Regions from separate parts of the Mus musculus genome. Here regions 2, 3, 4, 5 and 6 are each linked to region 1. Evidence: chromatin contacts called from public HiCAR-type and promoter capture Hi-C data. All regions are on one chromosome and are shown on one strand. Each heading gives the region's core, a stretch centred on a gene start, on an enhancer-like site or on the middle of the called end of the contact. The rest is flanking DNA. Distances are from core to core; before and after follow the strand shown. Region 1 holds the start of Sec24b (Sec24 related gene family, member B (S. cerevisiae)). Region 2 holds the start of Aimp1 (aminoacyl tRNA synthetase complex-interacting multifunctional protein 1). Region 3 holds the start of Larp7 (La ribonucleoprotein domain family, member 7). Region 4 holds the start of Alpk1 (alpha-kinase 1). Region 5 has its middle 13 kb from the start of Tifa. Region 6 holds the start of Fam241a (family with sequence similarity 241, member A).

What was found. Promoter capture Hi-C pulls out the DNA fragments that hold promoters and counts their contacts. HiCAR-type assays count read pairs that join an accessible place to other places. Capture Hi-C pulls out chosen DNA fragments and counts their contacts.
Region 2: a promoter capture Hi-C map of adipose tissue shows a contact between it and region 1, with 3 times the contacts expected there. The contact joins the promoter of Aimp1 here to the promoter of Sec24b in region 1. A contact is called at or near these places in 2 of 39 promoter capture datasets (liver and pre-B cells), 1 of 484 Hi-C or Micro-C datasets (CD4 T cells), 2 of 115 datasets of contacts at active chromatin or transcription factors (astrocytes and thymic regulatory T cells) and 2 of 9 other capture datasets (adipose tissue and liver).
Region 3: a contact with region 1 is called in a promoter capture Hi-C map of liver, with 5 times the contacts expected there. The contact joins the promoter of Larp7 here to the promoter of Sec24b in region 1. A contact is called at or near these places in 2 of 39 promoter capture datasets (neutrophils and pre-B cells), 2 of 484 Hi-C or Micro-C datasets (both in CD4 T cells) and 2 of 9 other capture datasets (adipose tissue and liver).
Region 4: a contact with region 1 is called in a HiCAR-type map of astrocytes, with 5 times the contacts expected there. The contact joins the promoter of Alpk1 here to the promoter of Sec24b in region 1. A contact is called at or near these places in 5 of 39 promoter capture datasets (the 3T3-L1 cell line, liver, pre-B cells and 1 more) and 2 of 115 datasets of contacts at active chromatin or transcription factors (astrocytes and large pre-B cells).
Region 5: a contact with region 1 is called in a promoter capture Hi-C map of the 3T3-L1 cell line, with 5 times the contacts expected there. The contact joins the enhancer-like site here to the promoter of Sec24b in region 1. A contact is called at or near these places in 5 of 39 promoter capture datasets (the 3T3-L1 cell line, the C10 cell line, liver and 2 more) and 2 of 115 datasets of contacts at active chromatin or transcription factors (astrocytes and large pre-B cells).
Region 6: a contact with region 1 is called in a HiCAR-type map of astrocytes, with 6 times the contacts expected there. The contact joins the promoter of Fam241a here to the promoter of Sec24b in region 1. A contact is called at or near these places in 4 of 39 promoter capture datasets (hippocampal neurons, liver and pre-B cells) and 1 of 115 datasets of contacts at active chromatin or transcription factors (astrocytes).

Annotation. Positions count from the first base shown.
Region 1 is chr3:130,058,743-130,062,488 of GRCm38.p6, reverse strand. It overlaps Sec24b (Sec24 related gene family, member B (S. cerevisiae)), which reads left to right and starts at 1,582. Exons shown (of 24, transcript NM_207209.3): 1 at 1,582-1,920. The coding sequence starts at 1,821.
Region 2 is chr3:132,681,949-132,685,694 of GRCm38.p6, reverse strand. It overlaps Aimp1 (aminoacyl tRNA synthetase complex-interacting multifunctional protein 1), which reads left to right and starts at 1,816. Exons shown (of 7, transcript NM_007926.2): 1 at 1,816-1,902. The coding sequence starts at 1,901. It overlaps Tbck (TBC1 domain containing kinase), which reads right to left and starts at 1,551. Exons shown (of 26, transcript NM_001163455.2): 1 at 1,301-1,551.
Region 3 is chr3:127,551,665-127,555,410 of GRCm38.p6, reverse strand. It overlaps Larp7 (La ribonucleoprotein domain family, member 7), which reads left to right and starts at 2,062. Exons shown (of 13, transcript NM_138593.2): 1 at 2,062-2,228. Zgrf1 (zinc finger, GRF-type containing 1) reads right to left here and starts at 1,922. Exons shown (of 26, transcript NM_197997.2): 1 at 1,756-1,922; 2 at 26-115. The coding sequence starts at 46.
Region 4 is chr3:127,778,719-127,782,464 of GRCm38.p6, reverse strand. Alpk1 (alpha-kinase 1) reads left to right here and starts at 1,938. Exons shown (of 14, transcript NM_027808.1): 1 at 1,938-2,304.
Region 5 is chr3:127,801,118-127,804,863 of GRCm38.p6, reverse strand. No RefSeq gene overlaps it. Among named protein-coding and RNA genes, the nearest start is that of Tifa, 13 kb to the right of the region's middle. Within about 2 kb of position 1,888, at least 34 of the 459 cell types and tissues checked have an H3K27ac peak or open chromatin away from gene starts, as enhancers often do. A contact at or near this core is called in liver, where this site is marked.
Region 6 is chr3:127,894,580-127,898,325 of GRCm38.p6, reverse strand. Fam241a (family with sequence similarity 241, member A) reads left to right here and starts at 2,003. Exons shown (of 2, transcript NM_027482.3): 1 at 2,003-2,292. The coding sequence starts at 2,143.

The DNA of each region.
Region 1 (3,746 bases), core at 333-2,832:
AGCCTGCAAGCAGATTATGGTGCTGGAGGAGCGGAGATTCTACATCTTGATCTGCAGGCAGCAGCAGGAGACTGCACCATACTTGTGTAGCTTCAGCATATGAGACCTCAAAACCTCAAAACACAGTGAGATAATTCTTCCATCAAGGCCACATCTCCTGATAGTGCCAATCTCGATGGGCTAAGCACTCAAACACTTGAGTCTTCGGGGCCATACCTACTCAAACCATCACAGTGGGGAACAGTTTCCCAGGTTTGTTAGGAAGGCTGCCTTTTATCTAACTGCCAGAAACCCTCCTATAGTCCAGGCTGATGTTTGGATTGCCATTTGGAATTTGGGGTACGGAAGTTTCCTTTAGGCCCAACACAACCGACCAACGGAAGTAAATAATTTTGGAGCCATTACATTATGGAGATCTATGGAAGTGTAATATCTCAGTCTGTGTGAGGAATCTTCCCTGAAGAAATAACATATCCATACACCTGATTGAAATCAGCTAACATCAAGAACACATTGCAGAGGCAGAAAGCCAATCGCCTATTCTTCCCTTACTCACATGGTGTCACCCTTAATTTTAGTAAATTCAAAGGACTCCTGGCAAGGGCTTGAACTGTGACCTCCTTGATGAAGTGGGGGTGTGATCTCTAGCTCAGGGAGGCTGAGCTGCTGCGAACAAAGCCACAATACACATGAATACAGAGCATAATGTGGCTGGAAATCTCAGAACTCCAAAGTTTATTTTTAGTGCGGTTCGATAGGGCATCCGTCATTAACTCACGGCAACTATTTAAGGAAGGCTTTGTGTTCTAGAACTACGAACCTTTGAGGTTGGCATAACCTTCCAGTAAATAGGATTCCAGCGCTCCGGAAATGCCATCTTACTAGATCACATTCTGAATCCGAACGTTTTTGAGCAGTTGCACACCCACCACTGTGTGACCGTGACCTAGTTGGGACCAAGATGCCCAAATGACTTGGATAAAGTAGTCTTTACTTGCCAGTCAGCATGCTGAACGGACCAGGGAGATTGCTTCTAAGACTTCACTAAGGTAGTCAAAGCAAGCTGACCTGTCTTCTGGATGCCACAGCTCTCCTAAACACCAACGGGCGGGCGGAGCCAACCCTTGGTGGGTGGGGGGAATATAAAGTTCGTCTTCAAGCTCTCCTAGTATTAGGCATTCATCTTTCTCCTAGCGTTTAAAGCCACTGGTCAAAGTTCTGGCTTTACTGCCACTGTTATGGGGAATCTGTCATAGAGAAATGTTTTCTCTCTGCTTGGGAATTACACATTTTCAATCAACATTTAGCTTGATTGCGCTGTTAATTTGGAATTAAGTTGGAGTGGGGGGGGGTGGCGTTGTACAAGAATAAATAACAAATCCAAAGCCAGGCTTCCTCTTCCGAGGATGGGTACGTGGGTGGGCTGGGACTGGCGTGACCCAGGACTCGGGACCTCAGCCCGCAGCTTTGCACCGCTCTGCAGCACTGCAGGGCGCAGGCTCCATCCGGGTAGCGGCGGCCACCGTGGCCCGCGCCTTTCCCTTCGGCGGCGGCGCCGCAGCCGCAGTCTGGCCTGTGCGGGGAGGTGGTCGCAGCTCCGGCCTGCAGGGGGCGCTGGCGCGGGAGGGCTGGGCCGGGGTCCGCACGCGTGCGGTGGTGGCGCGGCCGAGCGTGGGTGCCCGGGCCGCGGTCGTCGGTGAGAGTGACTCGGCCTGTGACGCGGGCGCGTTCCTTCCTCTTCCTCTTCCTCCGCGGCCCCGCCTTCCTTCCCTCCGCCCATCTCCCGCCGCGGAGGAGCCGCCGCCGCCAGCCGCGCCGTCATGTCGGCCCCCGCCGGGTCCCCTCACCCGGCCGCCGGCGCCCGGATGCCGCCCAAGCTCGGCGGAGCTGTCTCCGGCCTGGCACCGCCGCAGCAGAACGGTGAGGCGGGAGGCCGGGGCGCGGCGTGGGGCCTAGGCAGGCGGAAGGGAGGGAGAGCGGGCGGGCGGGCGGGCGGCCTGCGCGGTGGCTGGGGGCGGGCAGGGCAGGGCCGGACCGGGGAGGCCGCGGTGGGGCCCCGAGGCCGCGGTGGAGCCTGGAGGCCGCGATGCGGCGAGGGGAGCGACCGAAGGGCCGGCAGGGCGGGGCCGCCGGCCGCCTGCCATCCAGGCCTGCCCTCCCGCGCGGACCGAGGCCGGAGTGGAGGGGTCGGCGGCCCGCACGACCGTCTGCTCCGACCTGGGCGCCGGCCGGTTGCCCCGGGCGACCCTTTGGGCCCCGAGAGCTCACAGGACGCCGGGGCCGCAGAGTGCTTGGTCTATGGAGGGCTGGGAGCAACCTTGGTACCTGGTGGATCGCATCCTTCCGGGCCCCAGGAACGTAGCTTTGATTTTTTTTTTTTTAAGGCCCAGCGAGCACGCCGCCTGGAAGGGAACTTAGTTTGCACTCAAGTTTGTAGGCAGAAGGATGTAAATGTGCTGCAGAAGTGTAACTGTAACCCCGACCCACTTCGGCCTCGGATCTGTTGTGGTTTGCCGCTGCGGTTGCTGCTCAAGCCTTTGGAGTTCGCTTGTAGTAGTGTAGTGTTCCCGGGGTAGCAGGTGTCAACTAAGCGAACACCTTTAGAGTCCCCCATCTCCAGCTTCACTTTCAAGTCTAGGAAAACGTGCCAGAGTTGCTTGGCCCTGTTTTGATGCAAGGCCTGCGTAGGGAAACACGACTGTGGCTTTCATACAGAGGTTATAGGCTCCGAGCATGCAGGAGTTATTGCTGAGAAATGATCTTACCCTAGCGTGCCTGGCCCCTGCTCTGGATATCTGGAATGTTCCTAAGTAGGGGAGGGGCCCTCCTTAGAGAGTTGAGTGTGTCTAATGAGACCCTCCCAAAGTAAAGCGAAGAAAATCCCTCTGCCCTGTGTCAAAAAACAAAACTACTCAATACTCATCAAATCATTGGCCTAGTTTACACAGCGTGCTAATCAAATTTACAGCCAAAGTTTGGAAAATCAGTAATGCTTTTCAAACACGAAACACCCCAAGAATCAGGTGGAATTTTTTATTCACAATTAAAAAAAAATGATGGTTTAGTCTTAAGATCCCTAGGTTGGTCTTACTTATCAATATTTCATGCTTCTTATAGTTGTTGTTTAGTATCAAGAGCTTTTGAAGGTGAACGGTGTCATTTGTATCACACTTGTCCAGGTGAAAACATGGTTTGTGAGCAGCTTTGTCTATTATGTGTGCCTGGGTATAAATGACTGTGCCCCTCCTTGCACATAGAGTTCAGAGGATAACTTCTGAGAGTTGGTTCTTTCTACCTTGTAGGTTTTGGAAATCCAACTTAGGTAGGCTTCTAGGAACTGCTAACTAGGCTTTGTTTTGTTTGTTAACATTGTAAATCAATGTTTAACAGTTTCAGGGACGGTGTCCTTGATTGTCAAGTGTCATTTTTATTTTTTAGATGACACAGAGGTGCCAGGACATTTACTCAGCCACGTGGTTGTAGGAATAAATCCATGTCTTGATGCCCAGTGGGAATGATACTTGGTTTCTGTTTATTCTTACTCTTCATAACAACATCTGAATTGTCGTCTAACATCTGTTGCTTGGCTACCAGGTCGATATTCAAAGTTAGAGTAGTGGATGAAACAGAATCCCTCCTCCTGAATTGTATTTTAGCAACATTCAAATTGGTTCTGGCTGGTCTTGAGTGATTTGGTAGGTAGTGGGGGTGGGGAGGAGAGGGAAGGGCTGTCTCTAGGAAGAGGT
Region 2 (3,746 bases), core at 567-3,066, 2.6 Mb before region 1:
AAAAAGCCAAGTACTAATAGCCATATGCATTTGATGACTGACCAGGAGAGAAACCCTAGACTGCCTCAATCTGGTTTGACAATTGAAATTAATGTGTGCTCTTTATAATAAAAAGGATATACACATTAGTTCCACCACAGATCGGTTATGCCCATCCTGTTTTTACGAAAAGTTTTGATGCAAACCACTTCATATCCAATGCACACCTCAGACTTGCTCTACAAGAAGCCTGTAGAGCACAAGGCTCCTCTGTTCATTGGGAGCCAAATAAAGTCTCCCATAGGCTTTCAGAATTAATGGACCTGAAAACTTGGTAACACAGGCGAATTTGTTTTCTTGGTGATAAATGGAGAGAGCCAGTGCTATTCTCATCATAATAGAGGAGTCAAAACACATACTCAAAAGTTCATGTGAAAATAGTTATGACCACTATTCTGAATCTTGTCGATACTGTGAGCTAGCTTAAGTCTACTTGAATCTTAACTTCTTATTCAATGAGTAGATGCAAAATTACAGAAAGTTATATCTACATAGCAGGCTTGAAGTCATAGGAAAGGTGAGACATAACCTCAGCATTTTAATATTTAACTTTTACAATGATATATTAGATTTTCCGTTATAGACATTAAATAACATACAACTGAAAAATCAGACAAGTGTTTATGACTCAAAAAGATAAACCACAAGCAAGAAAACAAATTTCAGTATCAGTCTATCTCTCTGGTGTGCATGAAGCTCACGAACAAAAAATTGACACACACACACACACACAGGTGCTCACACTTGGTAACTAGAAGAGAGTGAAAAATGAAAACGATGAAGTCAGAGATTACAAGAGAAAGCCATGTAGGCAGGTAGTTGGCTTGGAAAATTTACTCAGGGAATACTTTGAAACTTCTACGTTAAGTCTGACGTTTCTGTAGCCAGAACACTGAAAACCACAAACATGGCCTGCACCTATAATGAACAAGACACAATGTAAACTCTTAAAGAGATTGGAGATGACTCACGTGAGTCGAAAATGTAGAAGAAGAAGAGGAGGAGGAGGAGAAAAGGGGGGAAAAAAGAGGGGTAGTGGGGAGACGTGGATTTTATCCAGAGTAAAATCGTATTTGCATTTCTAAGACTCGGTGAACTTGGGCTTCAGGGAGAAGGAAGTTTGGAGACAAACACAACAGCAAGCAGCTCCACAGATTGGTTCTATGGGTTCCTGCAGAATGGCCGGGTCACTCACAGTACCTGATTGTCCCACAAGTCCCACCCACTAACGCCAGGCAAGCGGCGACACCAGAATACCTGCCTGAATCTGGGGACGCAGAGATTGGGGGGTTGAGCTCCTAAGCGCGGAAGCTATGCCTGGCAGTGCTTAGTGGGCCGTGTCCTGCATTTCAGGCGCGTCTACAAGAGGCCGCCTAGGGAAGGTGACAGCCGGAGCGACACGCCTCCGTCCGCGCGGGCCTCCCGGGTCCCCGGCTCAGAACCCGAGGGTGAGCGCGCACCTCGCTCCACTGACAGCGCCCAGCACCCCCTCCCCCGCCGCCGCCTCGGGTCGGCCACTGCTCATGACGTCACATCGCCGAGACGCAACCCCGGGGGAAGACCCCAAAACTTCCGGCCGCCTGTCCCTTGCCCAGACAGACAGCCAAATGTAGCGAGTGAGAAAGAAGTGAGGGAAGATCGGAGGGAGGGAGGAAGGAAATGGGAGATGGGAGCTCAGTGTGGTACAGGGAGAGAGCTGGCGCAGGCAGCGGACGGCCGATGAGCGGTGAAACTGTGAAACGCTCAGGCATTTATCAGGGACAGCCTCCTGGGTCCTTTCTCGCTGCCGGGGACTGCGGGAGGCTGGCCCTTCCTTCTCCCGGCTGAGGCTGCTCAAGAGCTGCGGTTGGGTCACCGCTTCATGTGAGTGTCCCGATCCAGAGTTCTTCCCTTTCTCACCCGGGAAAAAGAACCTGACCTTCTGTGTAGTAGTGGGAAGCGCGGTCAAAACCTCCACCCACGTGCCCCCTTTTGATTCAACTTAGTTTGGGCAATGAATACGTGGCCGAGGGAGAGCATGCTACTGGAGGCAGGGGGTGAATGCATTACCTTGTTTCCTTTTAAGTGAGAGTGCAAAGGATTTCCAGTGTTTGTACGTGAGGACGGGTTGAAGAAGGAGATTCCTTGATTTCAACAGATATTAGAAACACCAGCTACCACTATACTCCCGGCAACAGTTTAGTTATTGGGTAAAGATCCATAAACTAAGTAGAAATGACTGTCAACGAAACGGACAAAAATCCCAGTCGTTGCCTCTCGGCTAGGGCTTATTGTTGAAGTACAGCATTAAAAGTAAGGTGAACACTCTGTATTTTAATATTGATATGTTTTACTTATGGGTATGTGTTCATGCCCGAGTGAGTTTTTGTGCAAAACTTGTGTGGAGGTAAACGCGGAGGCTAGAAAGCATCAGACCCCTGGGACCTGGAGTTACCTGTGATTGTGTGCTCCTGTGTAAGTGCTGGGCCCTGAGCTTGGGTTCCCTGCAACAAGCACTAAACGCTTTTTAGTGTTGGCATTTTATACTTAAATATTTTAGATTATAAGTACTGCACAGAAAAGGTATTAAGCCATAAAAAAAAAAAGGTAGATTATTTGACATGGTTGCCAGAGAAGGTTCTCAAGGAAAAGATGGCTTTCTAGGAAGGAGGTGACACAAATAGAATTAACAATAGAGAAAACCTTCAAGAAGTACAGTCAGTCATAAGGCCAAGCCATTGCGAAGGCCATGCAACAGAAACTTACCAAAGTATGAAGGGGTCTGACCAATGCCTGTGGGCTCAGAACTGAGAGAGGGGATTCATGATGCAGACAGAGAGTGTGGGCTAATCAGGGGGAGTGAAAGCCATAGAAGGTTTTCCAAGGCCAAGTAATGTTACCCAGCTTCGTTTTAAGAGGGTTACTCCATAGCCCTCTTAGACTGGGGGCAGAAGTGAGAAAGGAGATCAGTTAGGAGGCTTTTGTTTTACCTCAAAGGGAACATAACAGTGTCTTCAATAAAGGTCCTAAGTGTCCAGTCAGGTCTTGAGTGTGTTTCCCAAATAATGAAAGCATTTAGGCTTTGGGAAACATTTTGAGTGAATTGTGTGAATTTCAGAATGACAAACATAAGTTAAAATCATGGTTTTGCCGTATAATAATTGGATGAATCCAGACAATACATATACTTTCTCCTGGTGTATAAAATGATATCTTACATGGTGGAGAGTAAATGTCAATGTCAAATGTCCATTAGTTATTGTTCTTATTTGCATTCTTGAATTGGAAGTAGGCGTGATGGTGTGGTTGAAGTGATTGGTTAACTTATTTTAAAAATGAAATGATAAAAGATTGTTCACTGTGATAACAGGAGGCCTAGCCAAGCCTTTTGCATTTTATGTATGTCTTCTACTGGGAGAAAAGGTTTTGAATTAAGTCATAATATTAGAAAAGCATGGATTATCCCTTCATAGTAATCAATTTTACTTTCTCCCCCCATTGTCATCATTTAATATGGCTAGAACTTCCTGTGTCTTCATCAGTAAAGAGAAAAAAGGGCTCTCCAGTAAGGGGATAAGAATCTAGAATAAATAGGAGCTTTCACCAGAAACAGCCTCAGGTCTTCTATGGGTTTTAGCAAGGCTTGGTTTAAAAACTTAGCAGTGGGATCAATGTCAGTGAGTGTTTATGGAGCACATTGTCCTCACATTTACCAAAGTATTTACTTG
Region 3 (3,746 bases), core at 813-3,312, 2.5 Mb after region 1:
GCAGAAGAGGAAGAAGACAACTTACAATAAACTCTTGACATTCCATTGTGTCTTCTGAGATTATAAACTAGTCAGGTCCAGAAAACAATCAGTTTTTAGTCAGCATTTATATCCTCTAAAATGAAAAACAGCAAAGAATGGTCAATCGACCCTGATAAAAAGAATAAATATCAAGTACAAACTTTTTCAATAAATCCTGACTGGAGACAGAAACCAAACAATTCCAAGACTATGAAGCCACCAAGAGAAACAAAACTGTATCTGTCATGGAGGACAGAACTGCGTGACACCACACAGGAAAATAAAGGTAAAACTCATAGTTACTAGAAATCTGTAAACATCTCTCCAGTGGCTTGCTATATACCAGAAAATGGATTGTTTTCCCTTCAACATGTACTGCTCCTTAGAACCCAACTTCAATTTTATTTTTCAAAATCATTATACTTACCACAAGATGGCCCCCTTGTGTCTTAAATTTTTCCTGCTAGCGTAATCCCTAGTTATCCAAGAACTAGTTTCAGGACCACAAATATTAACATCCGGCGCCAGCCACTTGAGTTCACATATAAAACGTCATAGTTGTTTCGCATATAATAGGAGCATGCACATATTTTCTAACATAAATAAGTTATCTCTAGATTACTTGTACCTAGTAGGTTGTAAATGATATGCAAACAGTGATTAAACTGCATTGTTCAAGAAATGGTAACAAGCCTGACTTGGTGGAACACAACTTTGATTCCAGTGCACAGGATGCACAGTCAGGTGGATCTGTGACTTCAAGGCAGCCTGGTTGCCTGTCTACCTATAGGGCTCCAGGACAGTCAGGACTAACTACATAGATAGACACTGTCTAAAAGGAAGAAATAAAAATGATAATTTAAAAATCTGTATGCTCAGTACTAACAACTTTTTTCTATTTCCCATCTATAACTGGCTGAATACAGATCCAGAAATTACAGGTACAGAGGGTTGACTATATACCCTAGTCAATATAGCACAACATCCTAGAGCCAAATATACAATATATAATTCCTCTGCAAGGAAAATTTTGTTCTTTCTTTTACCCAGTGCTAGGGGCTGACAAAAGGGACTATATGTAAACTAGGTAATAGTGCTTACATGCATCCAGTCCTTTATGTTTGTTTAAAATAGGATCTGACCATATTGCACAATCCCGTCCTAGCCTCTGGAAATAGCTGGGATATTACAAGCAATATGCCACCACACCCAGGAAGAAAAATCTCTTGGACAGTGCTGCAGCAGCCACTGTAACTACCATGTTAACTATAAGGTCAAATTTTGAAATCTTGAAATCGTCGATGGTGAACTGAATACAGATGCAAAAGCAGCACACATAAGCACACATATCTTCAAGTGGTTCCAGGGACATGACCTGACAATTAGTTAGCAATGAACATTTTAGGTCCTATTCTTTTAGGTCCTATTCTTGATCTATTACGTTAGGAAGTCCAGCTCTGGAGCCCAACAACAGTTTCTATCTGGCCCTCTGCAGTGATGAAAAACTGTCACAATAGCTCAGAACAGCACCGCTCAAACCAGGAAAGTTTCCAAACCACGAACGGCCTGCTAAACCACAAGGAACAGTACAGATCCCTAAAAGAAACATAGCTTCACTTGCCAAGCCTTGACACTTCAAGGTTTTGTATCACTAAATAATAATGGCCCCCTTGGTCCTATGTCAGCCCCTAAAACACCCACAACCGGGATGGGCCGCTATGGTGACCGCCTCACCCGGCACTCTAACGGCGCCTCGTGGGTCGCTTCCGTGGAGGCGAGTCAGTGTCCAGTGCTCTCCCAACCGCGCCAAGTCGCCCGGTCTGTCCACCCTTCTTGCCTAGAACACGGGAGAGAAAAGTCTCCACTTCACCGGCTCAATGACATAAACTCCACTTTCTAATTTCTCCCGCCAACTTAAGTGACGTCATCAAGCAGGGACGGTACCGCGGAGGCCCCGCCCGCCGCCGTTCGCAAACCACCAATGGAACTCCGCGTGCCAGCGCAGTCACCGCGTGGCTCCCGCCCCCGAGATGCTCCGCCTATGACGTCAGCAACGAACCCTGGGCCTCGGACCCGTCTTTCCGTAGCGGGCTGAGAGAAGCGCGTCGCTACTCGAATGACGCAAATTTCCGCCGACCGCAGGGGTCGGGAGAAGGAAAGCGTGGGAGAACACAAGCGCTGACCGTGGATCTGGGGACGAGCACGGAGTAAGTCACTACTGGCCTGCAGAGCCTCTCAGACCCGTAGAGGTGGGAACTCCTCTCAGTCGGGTCTCCTGAGGGCCACCCTCCATCCGCGGTCCGCCTCACCCCGCCCCCGTCGCCACTGTGCCGTTGGTTTGGCGCCGTGCGTTGTGCGCACGCGCAGTTCCCTGGCGGCCCCTGCTATTCGGAGCTCAGTACAGAGGGGGCGGGCCGAGCTTGGGGTTGGGGTGTTTGGGGCACGCCCGGCTGCGGGGGGGGGGGGGGGGGGGAGTCTGTGCGGAAGTAGGGTTGCTCAGAGGAACTGTGGGTGTTAGGCAGGTTGTCTTCCCAAAGGACATCAGTTGTGAGAACTTGCATTCTAAAGTTCAGTCTTTTCTTTTTGCTAGTCCCTCTATAGAAAAAGCCGTTGTAGAAGGGGCTAACAGTAATGAATTTAAGTTCTGAGTGCGTTTATGAGAAATTAAGGAGAAATATGAGTGGAGAGTTCATTGAGAATGGAAATCCTCAAGAAGTAAGACTGCCTTTTAGTAGTCTTTCGAAGCCGGGCGGTGGTGGGAAACCGAATGACTTCATAAAACATTCACACTAAAAGATTATTTGGAGCAAAGTTCCAGACCGCTAAAGGGTTTGCCGTGACTACAACTTTGGTTCTCAATCTTTTGGGTACTCTTCTTTTTGTTTAAAGCCTGGAAAATATTATTGTCGAGTTCCTTTGAAAATTTTACATGTACCTGTGGAAACATTTTGTATGTGATTTTACAAACAAAACCTTTGATTTAAAATTTAAAAAAAAAAAAATGGTCTTTTGCTTTACATCTAGCACAGCTTACTTCCAGATTATCTGTGACATTCACTGTCTTTGGGCAGTGTTGCAACTTTGTAACTTGTTGAAAACATAAAGATGAAAACCATGTTTGCCCAATCATTGCCCCTGACCAGTATATGTTAACATTCATTTTGACTTTATGCTGCATATTGATCTGGTCTTTTCTCCTTTAAACAGACTAGTTCCACTTAAATTTACCATATTCCTTTATATTTGTATAAGCATGATTTTACCTTTTGTTTAAAAGTTTGTCTTATAACATCTCATGGATTCCTAAGATGTCTTTAAACTCCCAGAAGTGTCAGGGAGGTCAGATGAAGAATTCCTGGGACAGCCCAGGCAGTGGTGACGCACACCTTTAATCCCAGCATTTGGGAGTTGGCAAAGGCAGGTGGATTTCTGAGTTCGAGACCAGCCCGATCTACAGAGTAAATTCCAGAACAGCCAGGCTATACAGAGAAACCCTGTCTTGAAACCACCACCCACCACCCCCCAAAAAAGAAATTCCTGGGTCAGAATATAGTGTGAATGCTGACAGAGTGTAGCTTCTACTAAACGGTAGACAGTGTAAGAGTCAAACACCTCGGTTTGCTTACCTACCTAGTTTTGACTGAATTACATAACCTTTCAGCCTCCCTTTGAAAAGGGGAAAGAAACGACCAAGTAGGATTGTCAAGATTTAAAACTATCTATCT
Region 4 (3,746 bases), core at 689-3,188, 2.3 Mb after region 1:
GCTCCCAAGCAGAATTCTTAAAAAAAAAGTCACATATATTGAAGTTGATGTTTGTTTTTTATTATAATTTTAAATAATTACAAAAGATCTCTGTGTGGTTTTCCTAAACAAAACTCTACATGTTCTTTCTTCCTTCCTTCCTTCCTTCCTTCCTTCCTTCCTTTCTTTCTTTCTTTCTTTCTTTCTTTCTTTCTTTCTTTCTTTCTTTCTTTTTTCTTCCTTCCTTCCTTCCTTCCTTCCTTCCTTCCTTCCTTCCTTCCTTCCCTCCCTCCTTTCTCTCTCTCTCTTCTCTCCTTGGGACCAGATCTCACTATGTAGTCCTCTAGGACTCACTCTATATACCAGACTGGCCTTGAACTCACAGATATTCACTTGCATCTGCCCCAAGCCCAAGTGCTGAGATTAATGGTGTGTGCCATAAGGCCCATGCATATTCTTTTAAAGGCCAAGCAAAATTATATGTCAAATAATTTGGCACCCCTAACATCTCTCTATAAAGGCATGAAGATTTTTTTAACAATTGTGAAAATTTATATTATTCTATCTAAGTTTCTGTTTCTATTACGTTTCCTTCATAGACTTTTCTCATAGTACAAAACTTGCTCTTATATCTCTGTGTTTTTCTCATTTATATACAGTAATATATATATATATATTAAAATTATTTCTCTTTTTTGCTACAGACACTATTGAATAAACATTCTAAAGACAGGCCTATTCAATGCTTACAATACATGTATTTTTAATTTGTAATTTATTTAAAAGATAAATACAAAGTTACATATTTGATGAATGCCGAATAACAGAGTGCTATTTAAAAGTGCATTTCTCAATGATATTTATGGTACTTAGAAGTTAGTTAACAGATGCACATTATCTATAGCTACAATAAAGTAACATTCCAAGAAAGAACATACATTAAAAAAGGAAACTCTAGTTATGTAAATAAATGGAAAGTTTTGTTATAGTAATTCTATGTTCTTACTTGAACAACTTTTTTTTTTTTCCTGTTTGCTTTTTCTTTTCCAAGACAGGGTTTCTCTGTGTAATCCTGACTGTCCTGGAACTCATTAGTTAGACCAGGCTGGCCTTGAACTCACAGGGATCTACCTGTCTCTACCTCCTAAATACTAGGATTAAAAGAGCACACCATCACTCTGGCTGGTCGAACAACTTCTAAAGTCATGGGTGAAGAATTATTGCCGATCACAAGTCAGTGTTTAGGCAATCTAGCTTTTGACCGCTTGGATCGTTCCTTCCACTTGGTTGAGAAGCAGAGCTGGAATCCGTCCAACTGGCTAAAGCATTTGCTGCCCAGGTGCGGAGAGATTTCTGTTCTCATTTCTTGGGTCATGTACCAAAGGCTTTACCCAAATGCTTCCTGTTGGTATTACTAGATCCATTCCTGCCCTGGAGAGTTGGCTCAGCGGTTAAGAGCACTTGTTGCTGTTGCCCTTGTAAAGATGCCCAGGTTCGATTCCCAGCACCCACACGGAGGCTCACCACCTCCTCAAATATGAAGGCAAAACACTCATACACATAAGATAGTAAAAATAAACCTTAAAAAGAAAAGAAAGTCCATTCCTATTCTTTCTAAAGAAACTTCCTCAGCACAGCAGGCTCAGAAAGGCTCGAGAAAGTTAAAATATTGTTGACCTCTTAAAACTTTTCCAATAAAAAATGTCTTTTTTTTGATAAACATTTTAACATCTTTTCATGTACTTTTGACATGTTTTTTTATCAAAACTTGAGTCTCAGATTTCATTTGCTTCGACCGTTGAAAGACAAACCAGTTATCAGACAAGTTCCTTTCCTTGTGAAAGTTCAGGGAAACTCCTTATTTGGAGTAGGGCAGAGATGGAGTCATCCAAGAGTGAAGGAAGAGACTGCCAATGAGAAAGCAGGAACATAATGACACTATTTTGATGTCATCAAAAGACAAGCTCTCCTTGTCCCCTTTTGGGGGTCGATCTCGGAATTGGAGCGCAGAGGAGAAGTAGGCGTCGCAGAGGCACGTGTATCAACACGTTTATTTGCACTTGAGGCCAAGCTGGGGTTTTCCTGGTGGACGGTGCCAGAGTCAGTAACACGACTCCCAGAAGACCTTTCCCGCAACAGTCCCTAACGGGGCGTGTCTTGGCGTGGCGTTAGACAAGCACGGTCTGAGCAAGGAAGGACTTTTCTTTTCAGATTCCCGTTTCCTGAAACAGAAGCTGTTGAGGAGAAACGCTGTGTTTCCGGGAGGTTGTACCGGAATAAAGACTCTCCCGGGTCAGACTGCTGCTCTGAAGTGTTATTTTCTGAGTGAGTATCAGCTTACAAATGAAAACTTGCAGGAGGTGCGGTGCAGATGCTCGCAGGATGGGGGCGGCAGAGTGTTCTCAAAGGTGATTGCGGTAGACTTGGTGCCACCTCTGTCTCTGTTGCTTTTAAGTAACTCTTGAGCCCTTAGAAAGGTTTGCGCTTCTAGAAGCTCCTCAGAAGGGACAGGGGGGAAAAAAGAGCAGAGGAAAGGCTACCTACAGTTCAGTTGTTGTGAAGAGGAGAAAAATATGAACCCTTTAATGTATATATATATATATGGATTAATAGCAATGTACTTAGTCACAGAACTTGCCAGACCTGCTAGCCTTACTGCTCACAAAATCAGTGTCTGATGAGGGCATTAAAGGATTGTGGGGACTACTGATTTGAAACTGGGTTTGGAGCACATAGGAAGCTATCAAAGACGCTGCCGCTTGCTTGTACGATGGAGTCAGTAATTTCTTGCCAGGGCACAGTTGTGTGAATGTCACTCAGCATACTTGGGGAGTAGGGACAGAAATTCTGGGTGTGGGCAAGTCTTGGTTACAAAGAAAGCGCACATAAAAAAAATTAAATTCCTTTGGGTGTCTAGGTAAAATGGTCCTATCATTAAAAAATTGTAACATTTGAAAGTAGCACTCTAGCCTGGAAAGTCACAAATTAAAACCTCTGAAGTTGTTAGTATTTACAGCAGGTACCAGCACAAAGGCAGGAGCAGATGAGCAGATTTTATGTCACAACACAATGTCACCTCCATCCTAATACTTGCTTCTTGGCATTTGAAAAAACTGTGTGCTTCTAACACTCCTAAAAGTGACAATATTGACCTTTGCCTGATGAGACGTCACAGCTAAAAACTATTTCAGAGTTTCCTGTGTCTGTTTGTTGCTTCTGCTCAAGCCTACACAGGTCTCCATGCGCCTTACTTTGCCCTCAATGTTCTTGAACATTTGAGAGCATTCGTGACTGTAGAAGCTTCAAACCTGAGTCACACTGTCCCCAAAGTATAATACCCATGCTACCGATTTTACATGACACCTGCCAAGCCCTCTACCACTAAAGAATTAGATTACATTCTTAGTTTAACATTCATTATACATCCTATGATTAATTCTGGAGATATGGGTTGTTATCAAGCCTGATATCCTGGGTTCAGTTCCTGGTGCCTGCATGGTGGACGGAGAGATACAATTCTCACATGTCCTCTGACCTCCATGTGGGCTGTGAAGGGTGGGGAGGGGCAGACAGCTGAGAGCACTGCCACACACTGAATGAATGTCTCTGATTTTTTTTTTCATTTTTTATTAGGTATTTAACTCATTTACATTTCCAATGCTATACCAAAAGTCCCCCATATCCACCCACCCCCACTCCCCTGCCCACCCACTCCCCCTTTTTGGCCCTGGTGTTCCCCTGTACTGGGGCATATAAAGTTTGCAAGT
Region 5 (3,746 bases), core at 639-3,138, 2.3 Mb after region 1:
AGCACCTTGAGGGCAAAGGGGCTTATTCTGGTTCATGGTCAAGTGTGCAGTCCATAGCAAGGACCTCTTGATTACAAGAGGTTTGAGGCAGAAGGATACATTGTGCCCACAGACAGGAAGCAGAGAATCCTGTCAGCAAATCCTTAGCTAGCTTTCTCCTGTTTATGTAGTCCAAGACCCCACCCCCTCCAACAGTACCATCCACTGGTAGGGTGCGGATTCCCTCCCCTATCTAGATGATCCCTTGTGGGCGTGCCCCAAGGTCTATCTCCTTGGTGGCTCTAGATCCTGTCTAATTGACATTAACCGTAACTGTGAGTGGGACGTATTTTAAGTCATAGTAGATGACTTCCCCCAGGGAAATATAAGCAGAGAAGCCAGCCCAGCCTCTCTTGGGGGCTGTGTGGGGTGGGTGGTTAAAGGGTACCTTGAAATGCAGATACAGAGTTTGAGAGTGGGGTCACTGGCATCAGGGGATGGGAGACCTTAGGGAACAGCAAGACTAATGGATGATGTGTGTTAGGCAAATGAAGGGGGCAGTGAAGAAGAAAAAAAGAGCGTAGATATTTATTTACAAAGTTTTCCTCTCAGAGAAGTGGGGTAGCTGGAGGGGGCTGAGGGGTGATGTGAGGGAACTTACAGAAGATTCTCCTGTTTACCTCTAAAATGACGTAAATTGAAATTGTACTTTTGTATTCCAGCCGAGGACAGACTTCGAGTTTTCCTTTAGATGCAGGTACACCACTCATTGTTTATTAACAAACGTCTAACAAGCTGGTCTAGTGAGGACTGGAGAGATGATGGCTCAATGGTTAAGACACTGGCTGCTTTTCCTGAGAACCCAGATTCAATTCCCAGCACCCAGGTGGCAGCTCACAACTGTCTGATACCCCAGTCCTAAGGAATCCCACACTCTCACATAGACAAACAAGCAGGCAAAACCCATCAATGCACATAAAAAAATAAATTGTTTAAAAAAGAAGCCTGTTTTCTTTTAGAAGATACATTGAATACAATATTTTGCTATCTTTGTTTACTTAGTATCTCCTATTAGTAATTTGATTGCAGAGAGAAAAAAAATGGAGTTCTGTGAAAGAACCAACTTCAGCAAAATGATACTTAACGTCCTTAAAAAAAAACTTTAAAGGAGAAATGAGATGCAATTTGAAAATTATTGTTATGAGCTCTTTGTTAAAAATGATACGTTTATTTGAAGACCCTTTCCCTGGCTCCTAGACATAGTAACATCTAAGCCACCCAGTTCTGAGGATTCTACCAGCCTGCCTGGCTGATTAGAACTTAATGATGGAGGAAGTTAGAATGTTGCAGAGCTAAATTCTCTTGTGTTCTTTGTAGTCCCTTTGAAAACCTCCGTTACCCACAGTTCTGCCTCACCTACCATTCTTAGGGCCATCAGAACCTTAGCAGATTAGTTTTACCAATCCAGAAGATAAGACTATAACCCCACTACCTACTAGCCCCACCAATTTTTTTGTTCTTTGACTGATTAAAAAAAAAAAAAAACTCATGTACCCACATCTATGAAACATCTTTTTGGGCAATCCTGGGATATGGTTACTCAAATTTGGCTCAGAAGTAAACTTCTCTCTTCTTCCCTTTTAGTTCCATGGGAGAGAGAACTGTTTTAACACAGAGAGCGTTAAATAGGAGGCCCAGTTGCTCGGTGCTACTCCTTACATAATGGAGCACGTGAAGAGGGGCTGCACGCCACACCTCAGGCTGAGCTTCATTCACAGAGGTCCCCCTCAGGCTGAGCTTCATTTACAGAGGTCCCGTGTAGGAGGCACTGCCTTAATCCTTAGTTTCAAAACAAAGAAAAATGAAACTAAAGTGTCAGGATCCATGGGAAATGAAGATAAACCCTGGCAGCATGATTCACAGCCCACACTGAACATCATGTTTCCTCTAGGAACTGGGTCAGCCTTGTTTGTGAGGGTTTAGGAAGCCTGGGCTTTGTTTTGTTTCATTTACTTAGCGGGGATTTAAAACTAGTTTTAAAATAGCCCGGTGATGTTTTTGAACACGGCTACCTTCTGTGGATAATTCCTGGGTAGAAACTGCCTGTAGAAACTTCAATGCCTTTAGAATTGACAATGTCCAGAAACTAATTGCAATTTATCTTAGGCTATTTTTTTAAGCTCATTACATAGTGATTCTTTGCTCCCCTCTATGTTAGAACCTAACACCCTGACTACAGGTAACACCTTTTGGAGTCTGTTAACAGCGCCCTAATTCCCCACTAACCAAAAGTCATCGAACCACAACAGAGGGTTACAGCCGAGGTTTTCCACAGTGCTGCAGTGACCCAGTTAATGTCCACACCAGTGCGTTTGAAAAGCATCTTGATTTATGACTTTTCTTGTTCTGTTTCTATAAAAACTTCATGAAACTGCTTCCAGGTCGATGCATGGAATTTAGGATAACCTAAATCCATGTTTCTAGGCTATGGTCACTCATACTTGGCTCCAGAATAAAACTGTTTTCCATCCCGTTTGAATTACGATTTCTGTGTGTGTGTGTGTGTGTGTGTGTGTGTGTGTGTGTGTGTGTGTGTGTGTGTGTGTGTGTGAGAGAGAGAGAGAGAGAGAGAGAGAGAGAGAGAGAGAGAGAGAGAGCACACTTCTGAGCCAAACTCATCATCAGATCATCTGTGCCCTCCTACAAAAGATCATCCCAGCTAGACTTGTTGACTGAGGACTTCCTTCAGTGGAGGAAGGGCTGAGGAGGGTCTTGGGACCCTCAACCCAAATGTCTATCCCTTCCTCCTAACCAGTTGTATGCAATGCCCTTAAGTGCCTTTGGCTTCAGGGAGAGTTAGACTACATAAGTGGAGAAGGACAGGGGACAAGGGGACCATCTACATGGTCATAGGGGAGTCTATAGAGGAGTCCATGGAAATAAAATCCATGCTAGGCTGAGCAGACCTTCCTCTTAGTGTGGCTCCTTCAGGGCTACCCATGCTCCTGCCTGTAACTTCTCACCCACTCTGTCCTATCTGGAAGCACAACAAACTCAGGGCCTCCCAGAATGAACTCCAATGGAATGACACCTTGCTTTATGGTTGGACTTCAGGAGGAGGGGTAAATGTCTTCCTCAGGGAAGGAATTTGAGAGGCAGGCATCATAAAAAGACATAAAGATGGGTTCTGTTGTCAAAGCTTACAACCATCTAACCTCAGAGGTTTTCTGTGTTACTATGACTTCGTCTTTGGAGCAGTGACATTGCTGATTCTGGCCTCGAGGCCAGAATACTCACCTCCAGTTCCTTGGTGGCTTTGCATCAAGAAGAAAATGAGACCAGCAACAGAGCTGACCCAGTTTTGCCATTTGCTTCCTCAAAGCCCCTGATCTTAAACCCAGTACTTGACAGGTGAGTTGCAGGCAGAGAAATAGTTTCCTATCGACAGAATAGCAGAGCGATGAGTAACTGGATTCTGGAACAACTCAGACCAGTTCGAAGCTCGCTGAATGCCAACCACGCTTTCCACAGCTGTCTCCTTAGTCACCACTTGCAATGGTCGGTCCCAATCACAGTCCACCACCTATTACATTCCCAAGTAACAATCATAGAAGTAGACGAATACTAAGTAGGAGAACAATGGAACCATTAGATAACGTAGAGTTAGCTGCTACTCAAACTCTCAACAGCACCTCCTCACAGTATGGTTATGGCTAGTATGGTTAACAGGTAGATATTATCTACACATGTAAATTACATGTTTAAAG
Region 6 (3,746 bases), core at 754-3,253, 2.2 Mb after region 1:
AGATTCTTTTTTTTTTCTAATTTGTGATGTCCAAAAGCATATTTTTCTTGTCTCTAGGGACGGTGTATGTTTGGCAGAAACCATTAAGAAGGATTTGTGAGATGCTGTTGTAAGAAAGAAACTAGGTTACATTACAAAGTGTAACAGACTGGGTATAAGAAAGGGTGTTTTTGTGAGACACTGAGTACACAGAGAGAGAGAGAGTGTGTGTGTTAGGTGTGAGCAAAAGGGACAAGCTTCTGCCTAGCCCAAACAAAACAAAACCACTTTTTAAAATAAGCCTGTAAGTCCCTGCCTATTTAATTCCTTGGCTGGGCCTAAAGACATTTTGGGTACTAGTCTTTTCTTTTTTTAAGGTTTATTTATTTTATGTATCTGAGTGCTCTATTGCATGTATACCTGCATACCAGGACAGGGCATTGGATTCCATTGCACATGGTGGTGAGCCACCATCTGATTGCTGGGGATAGGACTCAGGATCTCTGAAAGAACAGTCAGTACTGTTAACCGCTGAGCCATCTCTCCAGCCCCTGAAGGCATTTTAAAAGAGGCTTTCCCAAACGAGTTACTCGTCTCTGGGCCTATTTGTTAAATAGGAAATAATTTCCATCGACAGTCTGATATACCAGCTACACCATAACCTTTTCCTCAATGCACGGATTAAAGGAAAGCAAAACCATTCGTTGTTTTACTTTCATGCCCCCCAGTTTACCCTTATATGATGGGCTAGCAAGAAAAAAGAAAAAGAAACTCGATTTCTCTCTCTTACCAGTCGCTGAGAATTTTTAAACCATTTCTAGAAATGCACACTACGGCAGAGAGACCAGGAAATGAGCCCAGGGCTCCCACAAGCCACACACACTAGGAAGCAGAGAGAAATAGGCATGGTCACTCAGAGATGCTTAGGGAGAGGAGGCAAAAGGGGAGGAACAAGCGACAGAGAGCCTGCATTCCTTCCTAGGCACAAGCAGCCAACAGCACACCCAGGCACAGCTGAGCGCCCGCTGCAGCTGGTATGGAGGGATACTGTGTGTTTGGGTGGTCTTTCACACTCCCAGAACCTCTTACATGTGCCCACACCTTCATGCACACAGCTCCCTCTCATATGAGCTTCTTATTCTCAGTTGCCCTCTTCTGTATACCTACATCCTCACACAAACTTTCAACACCTATGATCTCCCACACTGTCCTGTCACAAAAGACTCTGGTATACAGTCTTCCACAATCTGTTGTGTACAGGCACACAATTAGACACAGGCTTTTATAATACTCTATCAGACAGGGTCTCATGCATCTAATGGTCTTTTTCATATAATCTCCTGTAAGCACTTGGTTACAGTCTGTTACAATGTTTCTTACACACACTTTCTCACAACACATAACTTCCTCCTCCTCCTCCTCCTTCTCTCTCTCTCTCTCTCTCTCTCTCACACACACACACACACACACACACTAAACACAACATCTAAGTGTGTGTATGTGTGTGTGTGTATAGTTACTCACACACAATCACACATGGGCTCTCACATGCATTAAAAACCTGTCAGATACAATCTCCCTCATGCACCTATGGCCGATTTCATACATAATCTCCCTCATGTAGTCTGTTACAGTGTTCCTCACCTCTGACACTCTCTCTCTTCCTCTCTCTCTGTCTTTTACACATACACACACACACACACACACACACACACACACACCACAGGATATCTGTCTGTTGTGTACAGATAGTTACAGATACACAATTTCACAGATGTCATATACTTTAATAGGTGTCAGACACATACAACCTCCCTCAGGAGCCTATGGCCTCATTCATAGTTTCATGCACTAACTGGAATAATGCTACACCTCCCTTGGTTCCGCCCCTCCCTGGCCCCGCCCCTCCCAGTACCCTGCCCAACCCACCAGGTCCCGCCTTCATTGGGCCGCGGTCCGCTATGGCCCCGCCCCTCCTCCCGCCCCCGCCCCCGGGGTTCCGCCCCCGAGCTGGGGGTGGGGCGAGCGGCTGACAGGAGGGGCGGGCGGCTCCTGCACTTCTGGCCCCCAGGCCGGCGGGCGCGCTTCTAAGGATTCCCGTGTGCGTCGGGAGTCCCGGTGTGGCCAGCGGCAGCCGTGCGGGCGGCCGGAGTCGGCGGTGGGATGTGCTCGGCCAGGAAGCTGCTGCGGGGCGGCGCCGGCAGCGCCGGCGGGGAGTGCGACGAGGACGGGGCGGCGCCGGCCGGGCGGGTTGAGGAGCCGGAGCACGGGGCGAGCCCGCGGCGCCGGCGGCCGCAGGACGAGGGCGAGCAGGTGAGCGCGGGCGCGCGGGCCGCGGGGTGGCGGCTGGGCACGCGGCGAGCGGTTGACGGGCGGGGCCGGGCTCGGTGGAAATGCCCTCCGGAGCCTCACCTCAAAACCACCCGGCAACTTGCGCTACGTGGGCGCGCCGTGCGCTCGAATTCCGAGCACTGCACGCGCCCTGGACGGGGTGGGCGGACGGCCCGCACAGAGGATCGGGAAGCACGGGTCGGTGCCTAGGTGACACCGGGACTCTCCCAGAGCAAGTTTCACAGCACCACCGAGCAGAGCTGAACTTCATTTTAGAAGTGGAAAGGAAAAAAAAAAAAAGAAAATTGCCTGCTGTGAGCACCAAAGGGAAGGAAGCTTTAGTAACAGACATAATAAGGAAACTGGGTACTTTTAAAGTTCTCAGAATTGGATATCATTGAGAAGACTAAGGGAAATTATAACATCAGATATCTGTAAGACTAGACTAGCAGTTGAATGTAAAGATGGAGTTCTACGTGGGACGATTTTTTTTTTTTTTTTTTTACAGGCAGTACAGTAATTAGCTACTCAAAAATCCCCCAGATACAAAGACCTTTAGAAATCACATAAGTAAGCCTAGACTTCTGGAATCATCAGTTAATAATACCTGTAACTTGTCCTCTAATATCACTAAGTACATTAATAACTAAATACATTAATAAAACCCATTACTTAAGAAACAAAAATAATGCTAATGTGGGCTTGATCACCGTGTAGACAGTAATTATTCATCTATGTGACAATATAGGAGCCAGTGACTGAAGCAAATAAATTGGTAGCTAGGAGATCTTGCTGGTGCCCTTGCGGGCGGTGTTCTTACCAAACTGTACCATGCATGTCTCAATAGAGAAGGTCTTGATTTCCTCTTACTCTTGCTCAACTGGAAAACACAGCCAGCAACTAAAACTCCCTTTCCAAAAGTAAATGTGCAAATGGTTGTAATGGCATATGTGAAATCCTTCCCTTAACCATCTCTGGACCTTAGCAATACAATGACATGGACAGCGCCAGGAACTCTAGTCTTACTGATATTGTTACTAGAACAAGGAAAGGGGATGAAACAAAAAATTAAATATACATTCTAGAGAATAGATACCCTATCACATGCCTGCTTCCTCTATTGTACTATGAAATTTCATTTTCCTGCCTGCTTCTGCATGTTGCTTGTGTCGTTGTAATTTTGCTACATACTTTACCTGTATACTCTTAAGTCCTCACACTCATGGAAAAAAACACACCTGAGATCCTACTATATCAGCACCTGGGAACTTCTTATCAGGAGCTCAGAACTGGTACAGCCCAACTCGATAATGCAGAAAGCAAACTTTTGTGATCAATCGTTTGGCAACAGTATCACAAAGCCTATCATCTAGGGTTTTGTTTTGGTTTTTTTTTTTTTTTTTTTTTTTACAACCTGCAAATGAAATTTAAAAATC